Linked DNA regions of Mus musculus: all the other regions are linked to region 1. Evidence: chromatin contacts called from public HiChIP or PLAC-seq data. All regions are on one chromosome and are shown on one strand. Each heading gives the region's core, a stretch centred on a gene start, on an enhancer-like site or on the middle of the called end of the contact. The rest is flanking DNA. Distances are from core to core; before and after follow the strand shown. Region 1 overlaps Ampd3 (adenosine monophosphate deaminase 3). Region 2 has its middle 24 kb from the start of Swap70. Region 3 overlaps Swap70 (SWA-70 protein).

What was found. HiChIP or PLAC-seq counts read pairs in DNA pulled down with a chosen protein or histone mark.
Region 2: a contact with region 1 is called in an H3K27ac HiChIP or PLAC-seq map of T-cell acute lymphoblastic leukemia, with 2.7 times the contacts expected there. The contact joins two enhancer-like sites.
Region 3: a contact with region 1 is called in an H3K27ac HiChIP or PLAC-seq map of thymic regulatory T cells, with 3 times the contacts expected there. The contact joins two enhancer-like sites. A contact is called at or near these places in 2 of 115 datasets of contacts at active chromatin or transcription factors (astrocytes and thymic regulatory T cells).

What each region holds. Positions count from the first base shown.
Region 1 is chr7:110,795,144-110,798,400 of GRCm38.p6, forward strand. Ampd3 (adenosine monophosphate deaminase 3) reads left to right here. Exons shown (of 15, transcript NM_001276301.1): 6 at 536-665. Among named protein-coding and RNA genes, the nearest start is that of Gm39069, 16 kb to the left of the region's middle. Within about 2 kb of position 1,683, at least 134 of the 459 cell types and tissues checked have an H3K27ac peak or open chromatin away from gene starts, as enhancers often do. A contact at or near this core is called in T-cell acute lymphoblastic leukemia and thymic regulatory T cells, where this site is marked.
Region 2 is chr7:110,195,921-110,199,177 of GRCm38.p6, forward strand. No RefSeq gene overlaps it. Among named protein-coding and RNA genes, the nearest start is that of Swap70, 24 kb to the right of the region's middle. Within about 2 kb of position 1,456, at least 14 of the 459 cell types and tissues checked have an H3K27ac peak or open chromatin away from gene starts, as enhancers often do. A contact at or near this core is called in T-cell acute lymphoblastic leukemia, where this site is marked.
Region 3 is chr7:110,252,589-110,255,845 of GRCm38.p6, forward strand. Swap70 (SWA-70 protein) reads left to right here. Exons shown (of 12, transcript NM_009302.3): 3 at 3,147-3,257. Among named protein-coding and RNA genes, the nearest start is that of Swap70, 33 kb to the left of the region's middle. Within about 2 kb of position 1,528, at least 14 of the 459 cell types and tissues checked have an H3K27ac peak or open chromatin away from gene starts, as enhancers often do. A contact at or near this core is called in thymic regulatory T cells, where this site is marked.

The DNA of each region.
Region 1 (3,257 bases), core at 433-2,932:
GATCCCTTAGGTCGTGGGAATCTAGGGACAGTTGGTCATGGGTGGAGGGTTGATGCCTCTGCATCCTAAGCTAGGCAGGTGGTAGTAGATGGTTTGACTGCATTATTCACATTCTGGGCAATGAATTTTGTAGTTAAAGAATTATGGGGGCTGAGGAGAGAGGAGGGGCTCCTCTGCTCAGCCAGACCCAGAGCCTGAAACAAGTACTTCAGTCTGGGGCGGCACCGTCTCCATGGTTATACATGGGATGGTTATCCCTGTGCTAATTGCCCAAACATAAGACAACAAAACCCTGCCTGGGCTCCCAGAGTTGGTGCTTCCCTCCCGTGTGTCTTGACCGTCTGCTCATGTGGTGTCCTCACACGTGTGTGCTGGTCAGCTCAGCCAGGTCTGAGGAAAGCTGGAAGCATCTCGGCTCTTCTTCCTCCATGCTGTCAGAACCTGACCCTTCCAGCCCCGGTCACTACCCTGTCTTGAGGTTGCTAAACTGTCATTTGATGTCTTACTGGGGTCTCTATCTCTCACCAACTTGCAGGAAAACCTATTGTCACCGGCGACTGAACTTTCTGGAATCCAAGTTTAGCCTTCATGAGATGTTAAATGAAATGTCAGAGTTCAAGGAATTGAAGAGTAACCCCCACAGAGACTTTTATAATGTGAGAAAGGTATGTGGTGGCTGGTGTCCAAGCCACTCACCTGGCCCATACTGGGCCCAGGGAATGATGCCCTGGGTCTGTCTAGGTCCAGAGTTGGGTGAGCACCAGGTCTCCTGGCTGGAGTAGCCTGTGTGATAAAACATGCCTGTGCAGCAGGAAGACTGGCAGACTGTGTCCTTGACTCGGGTTGTCTCGGATACTGTGGTACCATTCTAGATCCACGGTGGAAAGTCTGTGTTGGTGCAAGTCTTTCTCCAGCATCAGAACATAGCCTGCTAACTGGTCTTAACAGTGGCGGCTTTAGGGTAGTGGGTGTGTTAGAGACATCACAGAGGGAAAGCTGTCAGGACCTGTCTGGACTTAGGAGTTGGCAGGTTTCCATCCTTTGGAGTCAGCTCTATTAAAGCAAAGCACTGAGATGCTCCAGCCTCTGCCCCTCCTCTGCCCCTGGAGTGGCCGCGTGGCTCTGGTACCTTCTGCCTTCAGGGGCAGCAACAGGGCAGGTGTGCGTTAGAGGATCCTGGCCTGGAGGCTTTTCCACTTTCTTCCAGGGGAAGGAAGACTTGGGATCATGCTGAGCATGGCTCGGATGGAGACCAAGACTCAACTTTCTGTTCATAAGAATCCTCAGAGACAAGTGCTGTGACGGGGGTGGGGAGTGGCTTTCAGAGGGGCCAGAACTGAGGAGGAGAGGCCGTGTGGTACAGGAGAAGGAACAGTGATAGCGGCCTCTGGGGAGGGAGCAGAGTGTGCAGATGTCAGGAGGGGGGAGGGAGGAGAGAGTGTGCAAGCTCGTGGGGTTGGAAGGTGGGTGACAGCCAAGTAGAGGGAGCTGTGGGAAGGTTCTGCACCATGGAGGCCTATGGACTTCTTAAAGAATGTCGTAAATCTCAGACTCTGGACCAAGAAGAGGCTTCGGAAGTAAGAGTAGGACACGTGGGTTATTGGATGCATGGGCAGAGGTGAAAGGTTGTGGTTAGACCACTTCCCTAGACACAACAGCCACTGTCTGTTCCTTATTTGGGTGGCTCAGTTTCTGTGAGAACTTAGCACATACCCTGGCAGATGGGGGAAACACCTCCCCCAGCCTGGCATAGCCCCGCCCCGCCCTCTGCAAGTGTGAGCGAGTGCTTTGGGCCTCTATAGCTCCTGAGGCTTGGGGCCAGGCTGGCCTAGCCAGCTGTGCTTCTGATGGTCCTGCGGTCATCCCTGGATGGCCCATGACTGTCCCTGGGCTGCTCCTTGGCCATGATGTGAGAGAGAATAGATGATTCTTGGGGTTTCCTGGCAGTCTGAGGTTGATGCCTGCTCTATCCACAACAGTCTGGCTTTTGGCACCTAAATTGGTCCCTAAGTATGAATCCAGAGCTGCTGAGTTAGGCCTGGTCCTCCAGGACAGGGGAGTTGGCAGGGTGCTGGGTGATTTGTTTTCTCACTCAAAATCTGGGTTCTAAGGACAAGACTGAGATTTAAAATCTACAGTGACAGGGAAGGGGTATCCCTATCTCCATGGTGGCTGCCATGTCCAGAGTCAGGCTCTAAAGTCAGCATGGGTAGTAAGGAATGAGTTTTGATATTGGGAGTCCCAACCAGCAGGACCCTATACTTGAGCGTGTAGTCTCTGCCCACCGCTAAGAAGGAAGGACTGTGTTTGCTACTTGGAAGTTGGATGTTGGATCGAAATGAGCATTGTCCACTTTGGTAAAGTGTAACACTAGGGACATCATAGGTATCATTTAGGCCAAGCCTGATCAAGTGGGGTCGGCTTCCTGAAGCTATTCAAGCTTAGAGAAAGAGTATGAGTATCGATTACTCATGTCTGCCATGGGTGTGAAAAGAGCCAGTGTTAGTTAGCTCAGGTCTCAGACATCAAACAGTGCTTCACTGAAATGTGACTGGTCTGTGAACCTTGATCTCACGTGACAGTAAAGTATCCGCGTAGATTCTTCTAGCCAGTCGAAGACACTAAAATGAAGGCCTTTTTTGACTTATTCTGCAAGTTGGAGTAGGGGATTCCTGGATGGCCCAGCTGGTTTCATTCTATGTCCTGTGACTCATGGGAGCTATGACAGGCTGTGTGTATGACTGTGAAGCTGGAAGACACAGCTAGAATGGCAAAGAATGTGTGGAGTCATGCTGAGTGAGGTAGGCCAAGCCAGGCTGGCTCCTTGTCGCCTCTCGGCTATGAAGCGCTGGAGCTTCAGCCCCGCTCCGTGTAATGTTCTGCATCTCACAGCTTTGAGTTCTTCTGTCTTTCCTGGAGGAGGGTCAAGAACTGATGGCAGGAAGGTCCCTGATGAGTGAGCACTGTCCCCAACACCATAGGCTGGCTGGGATAATGGACACACAAGTCCAATAGATCAAATGTCTGGCTTGGCATGTCTTAACAGATGACCAACCAGCTGTGGACAGCATTCCCCGGCTTGAGGTCAGTGTCTCCTCCCCCAAGCCTTGCCAGAGAGCCCAGTCTGCTGCAGTTCTAGCGTGCAGGCTGGAGTCTGGTAGGTAGCACCCTGAATTGTGACCTCTCTTGTCTTCTTGGGATCATGAGAGGTGAGCCAGCATGCTCACTGTGTCTCTAGGGCACCCGTTAGCCAGGTG
Region 2 (3,257 bases), core at 206-2,705, 600 kb before region 1:
TCCTAACAAAGCTTGAGGCATGACTACAATGAACTCACTGCAAAGCACCTGTAGCCTCTTCCTCAAGAATTGGTTCTATTGACTAAGAAACAATGCTCAGGACCAGGGCCTATGGAGGAAGGGTTGTAACAAGCATAGTAGAAAACTCTTTTGCAAACAAAGCACAGGAAAGTTTTACACTAGGATGGGTTCTATTGACTGAGAAACACAGCTCAAGATAAGGAGATTCGGCGGAGGCCTGGCTGTACAGAAAAGCAAGGATTGCCAGACTATTAAACATCCACTGCAGCCTTCCAGGCCAACAGGTGTCAATTTCTTCCATTGAAGACAAAAAAACCTGTGTACTTAACAGTTCTGGCTTCTCTCTCTCGATCTGTAATTGGACCCTGTGCCCTCCACACTGTCTCAATAAAACAAACAAACAAACAAACAAAAAAGCAAGCAAGCAAACAAACAAAAAAACAAAAAAATCAAAGCATATAAAGAAAGAAAGCAAAAAGAAAGTCTAAGTAGACAGACTGCAGCTCAGTGGTAGAGCAGGCATTTGGCATACGTGAGGCCTGGGGTTCAAGCTTCAGACCTTAAAACAAAAGCAGAAAAGCTCTTCCTCTAAGCTTGAGGACTGATTTAGATCCCTGGGACCCACATAGTAGGAAAAGAGAACACAGTCCTCCAAGTTGTCCACGTCTGTGAGCTAAATGTGTGCTATGGCATGTATAGGCATGCTTATGCCCACTCGAGTGCATGCGCGCTCTCTCTCTCTTGTGTGTGTGTATGTGTGTGTGTGTGTATGTGTGTGTGTGTGTGTGTGTGTGTGTGTGTGTGAGCATGCACACACACACACACACACACACAATCTTAAAAAAGCAAGAGATTTGGTCTTAAAATGTAACGATTTGTTTTTTGTTTATTGTTTTTATTTTGAGATAGTCTCACTATATAGCCCTGACTTGGAATTCACTATGTAGTCCAGATTGGTCTTGAACTCACAGAAGTCTCCTTCTTTCTATCTCCTGAATTCTGGGATGCCATCACTAAGTCTTGAGTGTAGAGGTTTGATCTTTTGGGGTTTCAGCAGTTCAAATGATGAGTTCAGGGCCCCGCCTTTCAGATTTGAAAGTCCTATAGTGTGAGGGACTTAGAAGGGGAGCAGGTTGTGAATGGAGGCGATGGGCAGACTGGAGCAGACACACATGCTTGCCTCCTTCCTGCCTTACAGTGATAACATCTGAACAACACATCAGACGTTTGCCCTCCTGCCTTTCAGAAGTCCTGCGTGAACGTGGCCTCCATTTCCTCATCTGTAACCTGCCCTATAGTTTCACAGTCCGCAAGGTGAGGAGGGAGTTCTGAGTTCTAACAGAAGTTCCTCCTGCTACGGTGTCTGTCACACAGCACATTTATTTTTAATGTAACAACCAGACCTATGAAAATGAGGCGCATTTTCTATGAGTCAGAGGCACTCACTGGCCTTGGGTTGCACTTGTGTTCAAGAAGCCAGTGACTATTCATTGGGTGAGTACTACTGGGCCAGACTGGGAAGCTGCAGAGAGTTGTGATAAGACCCCCATTTCCTTGAAGCTCACCGTCATCCCTCTGTCACTCAGCTCACTCCCTTGATGAGTTGCAGGTGAGTGACTTTGACGACTTATGAAGCAAGGAGGACACTATAGCAGGACCAGCCACACGGGTGGCCTATCAGTGACCACCTTAAGCAGATGGCATTAGATGGTCTCAGGCAGGCTGGAGAGGTATTTCAGTGGTTAAGAGGACTGCTGCTCTTCGAGAGAACCCGGGTTCAGTTCCCAGTATCTGTGTGGTGACTCACAACCACCTGTAACTCCAGTTGCATTGAACCTGAGACCCTCTTTTGGCTCTTAGGGCGCCAGGCTTGTGCATGGTACATGTAGGCAAAATACACATGCATGGGAAAATAAAAATAATAAACAGCTTCAGGTCACAGGTACCATGCACCTGTGTACTAGTTTCTTGTTATTGTATACATTTGTGGTTGATATGTCTTGTTGCCATGTTTGTATAAATCTATCTTTTGGGGCTGGAGAAATGGCTCAGAAGTCAAGAGTGCTTGCTGCTCTTATAGAGGACTTGACCTTAGATCCTAACACCCATGTCTGACAGCTCAAAACCACCTATAACTCCAGTTTCAGGGTCTCCACTGCCTTCCTCTGGTCTCCACTGCAACTTGCACACATGGTGAGCACACACAGTTATATCCACATATAAACAAGCAAAAACCAATCTTCAAACAAACAAACAAGCAAGCAAGCAAACCCAGCAACATGCCAGGTCTGGTGGCACGTGCCTTTCATCCCAGCACTCAGGACACAGAGACAAGTGAATCTCTGAGTTTGAGGCCAACCTGATCTACACAGTGAGTTCCAGGACAGCCAGAGCTACATAGTGAGACCCTATCTCAAAGAAATAAAATAAAAACAAAACCATCAAAACAAAATAAAACAATAATTGTACACATGAAACAAACAAACAAACAAAAGCCCAGCAATGTAACTTTCCAGCCCCGTGACTTAGAATCCATTCGCTCCTGCAGGAGGATGGAATTGGCTCTGCCTGGCTGCACAGGGCAACTGCAGCACTCACGCGTCCACTTTGAAGTTTTCTGGCTATGAACCTGTGGCTACATGGCTCCTTAGACCACAGACAGCCCGTTTGACTCTGTAGAGTTAGGTTTTCATTTTCTAAGGTTGAATTGAGGGGCTGAGGAAGTGGCTCAGTTGGGAGAGTTGCCTACTTAAGGCATTAGACTTAATCCCCAGCACTGGAAACCCAGGCATGGTGGCCCATGTCTGTAATTCCAGCCCTCAGGATTCCATAGCCAGTCTTGTTTCAAGGTTATTTAAAGTCCAAGACGGTTCTGTGTGAGCAAAGAAACACTCTCCAGCTCCCAAGAGAATTAATGTTCAGCTTATCAAATTCATACACTTTGTGAAGAGAACTTAGAAATATGTTTTAAAAAATGTTTGAACCATGTTTCTGGGCTTGGAATCTAGTTCAATTGATAAAGTGCTTGTTCGGCTTGCACAGGACTCTGGGCGTTCCCAGCACCACACACACCATAAGGCACAAGACTATGATCCCAGCACTTAGGAGGTAGTAGAGGCAGGATCAGAAATCCAAAGTCGTGCTCCATACATACTGAGTTGGAAGCCAGTCTGGGCTATGTGAGCCCCATCTCTGAAAACAAAACAAATGACACCCTCATTTCTCCATCTAAGCTC
Region 3 (3,257 bases), core at 278-2,777, 540 kb before region 1:
TACTGTTACTATTTTTCCTGACAAGGTTTCACTCTGCAGCCCACGCTGGCCTCACACTCATCATTTTTCTTCTTCTTAAGCTTCCCAGGTGCTGGGATTACAGGTGTAGTACCCTACCACCCTTGGATGGCTTCCAGTTTTGGATTTGTTCTTAACCCAGGATGGCCTTGAATTTACCAAGTAGAGGAGGAGAATGTTGACCTGTTGATCCTCCTGCCTCTACCTCCCAAGTGCTGATGTATTGTGCCCAACTTGAAGTTCTTTTTCTGGTTCATTTACTTTTGCTTTCAGTCCTCTGTCTGTGGTTATCATGGCACCATTGTCTGCTGTCTCACAAGTCGACTTCTTGTGGCTTGCTTTCCCCTTCTTTGTTTTTGAATATCTATTTTTCTAGACTATCAACTTGAAGATGCTCACAGCTGAATACCTCCCTCGCTTCTCCCTTGGTTTGTGCACTGTCTTAGTTAGGGTTTAACTGCTGTGAACAGATACCATGACCAAGGCAGCTCTTACAAGGACAGCATTTACTTGGGGATGACTTAAGAGTTTCAGAGGTTCAGTCCGTCATCATCAAGGTGGGAGCATGGCAGCATCCAGGCAGGCATGTTGTAGGCGGAGCTGAGGGTTTGACATCTTCGTCTGAAGGCTGCTAGTAGAACACTGACTTCCAGGCAGCTAGGGTAAGGGTCTTACAGTCCATACCCACAGTGACACACCTACTCCAACAGGGCTATACCTCCCAACAGTGCCACTCCCTGGTCCAAGCACACATACAAACCATCACATGTACCTTCTTTCTACCTCCTGAAACCCCTACACAACATGTCAGTGTGTCTGGTGTGCTCTCTACATTCACGTCCTCCCTTTAAAAACCTTGCTTGTTCTCTTGTGCTCAGACATAGCATACATTTGGCTTCAGCTTACTCCGGGAATTTGATCTGCCATCTTCCTGCCCATCAGCCCAAGTTGCCCTGCATGAGTGCTGCTGCTCCTGTGCCTTTTCCTCTCCTGCTCTTGAATGCCTTTCCTTGTCTTTAGTGTGCATACACACCACTTGCCATGACAGACAGACTGAGGACCACTTAATGGTCAGTCCTGTGTTTCCACTGTGTGGCATCCAGGTATCAAACTCACGTCATCAGGCTTACCAGCAAGTGCCTTTGCCCACCGAGCCACCTAGCTGGCCTTCAGCATAGTTTAAGGTCCACTTCAAGTGCTCTCTTTTCTACAAAGTACTAAACTGGCTTGTGTACTATTTCTTAAAATTGTAAGCCCTTTGTGATTTGACCTCTGTTCACTCTTCAGTTACCTATCAAGCCACTCCCTGGGGGAAACCTATAAATTACCAGACACTCAGGGAATCACTTCTTGTTCCTCGGAGCAGGAATTCATGCTTTTGTGCACATGTCCTGTCCATATGGCCTGTCTTTCACTTAGTGCTTTGTTCCCATGGTGCAGGCAGAGCTGGTGTCAGTGGCTGTTAGAAGTAGCTCTGCACAGATAACCTGCGTCACACAGGGACCTTTATCTTTGACAGAGTGGAAAGAGTTGGCCTTTAAGCCTTAGTTTTGATGTGTACCAGTCATGTAAACTTGAGTAAAGTACCTCAGTTTTCTGAACCTATTTCCTGATCTATAGAACAAGGATGCTGTTCAAATTATAAAATTATATCAAGTTAGTCTAAGTGAGGGCTAGGGGTGAGGTATTGGTTTTATAAGTTCAAATGCCTGTCTAACATTCACGATGCTCTGGGTTTTGTCCCCACTGGGGGTGTCAGTGGTGCACTTGGTAAATATGTGTGCCACCAGATCTGGCAACCCAAGTTTGGTTCCCAGGATCCGAGTGGTGGAAGGAAAGAACTGACTCCTGAAAGATATCTCCTGACCTTCACATATAAATAAGTCTTCAATAAATGTGTTGGAGCTAAATAAATAAACAAGTCAGGCAGGGACACATGGTTTCTCAGAGGCTGGCTTGCCAACCACAGACTCTGGTTAAAGATCAAGAGATCTCCGTGAGGCCAGCAGGGGCTTCACATTATACACAACACAGAGTGCTTCTCCAAAGACAAATAGAACACGATTTGCTCTTGTCCTGCTCTCCAGCTCCTCCACGCTGCCTTCCATATTGTCCCAGAGTATGGCTGTAAAAATGAAGACCACGGAGCCTTCAGCTGTTAGTACAGATAAAGTCCTGACTCTTTACCATGAGTGACCAACCTCTTCCTTAGAGCCTCAACTCTCCTTTGCCAGGTTTGGTCTGGCTCGAGTTGAACTCTAATGTGAGACACTTCACAGGCTCTTGATGGCTTTCACATGGAGACAGAAAAGTATATGTCCTTATTTTCTCTCCTCCATGACACCTGAACATGAGAATGTGCCCCAGGCTCAGGGGGGACCCACTGTAGTGAGTGGCATGGAGGCCACAGCACAGGTGCAGTGGTGTTGTCTCATGGTGTACTGGCTGTGGGGTCCCCACTAGTCTATTCCTCTGACTGAAGCTCTGACTCCTACTGTCACTGGCTCAGGTGCATTGCCTCCTTTTTCTTGCTCGTGTTGGATCTGTGGAGTTATTCCTTGTTCTCCTAATAAACTTCCTTTTTGTTTAAATGAACACAAGGTGGATTCTGTCCACCTGAGACCACCGTCGCATGGGTTTCCCACTTACATTTAACCACCTGCATTCCTTCTCAACTGGCCATGGTTGCTGCCACCCCTGGATGTTCTGACGTTCTATTCTACAATCTGGAACATGCTTTACCCATTCTTGATCTGTTTAACTTTTTTTTTTCAGTGTGAGGATCAAAACAGGCCGTGAACATGTTACATAAGCATTCCACCACCGAGCCACACCTCAGTTCAAATATCAATAGCCCCACATTCAGGTCGGATTAGCTACTCAGCATTCCCATGGGATCTTGGTTACAATAATTGTCTTTATGTTTCTTGGTGAGATTGATTGCATATCAGTCTCTGGAAAGTAATAATTACGGCATACATTTTTCTTGTTGAGGAATGAGAAAGTATTCATTACATATGAATATTGCAACTGTCTCCTTGCATGTATTTTCTCTGATATGCGCCTGTGCGTGTGCATATGTGTCACCTTATTTTGGACTGGCTTGTGAGTTTCTCTTTCCTTTCTAGGTCCAAGACAACTTTGACAAGATTGAATTCAATAGAATGTGTTGGACACTTTGTGTCAAGAAAAACCTCACAAAGAGTCCTCTACTCATTACAGAAGATGATGCATTTAAA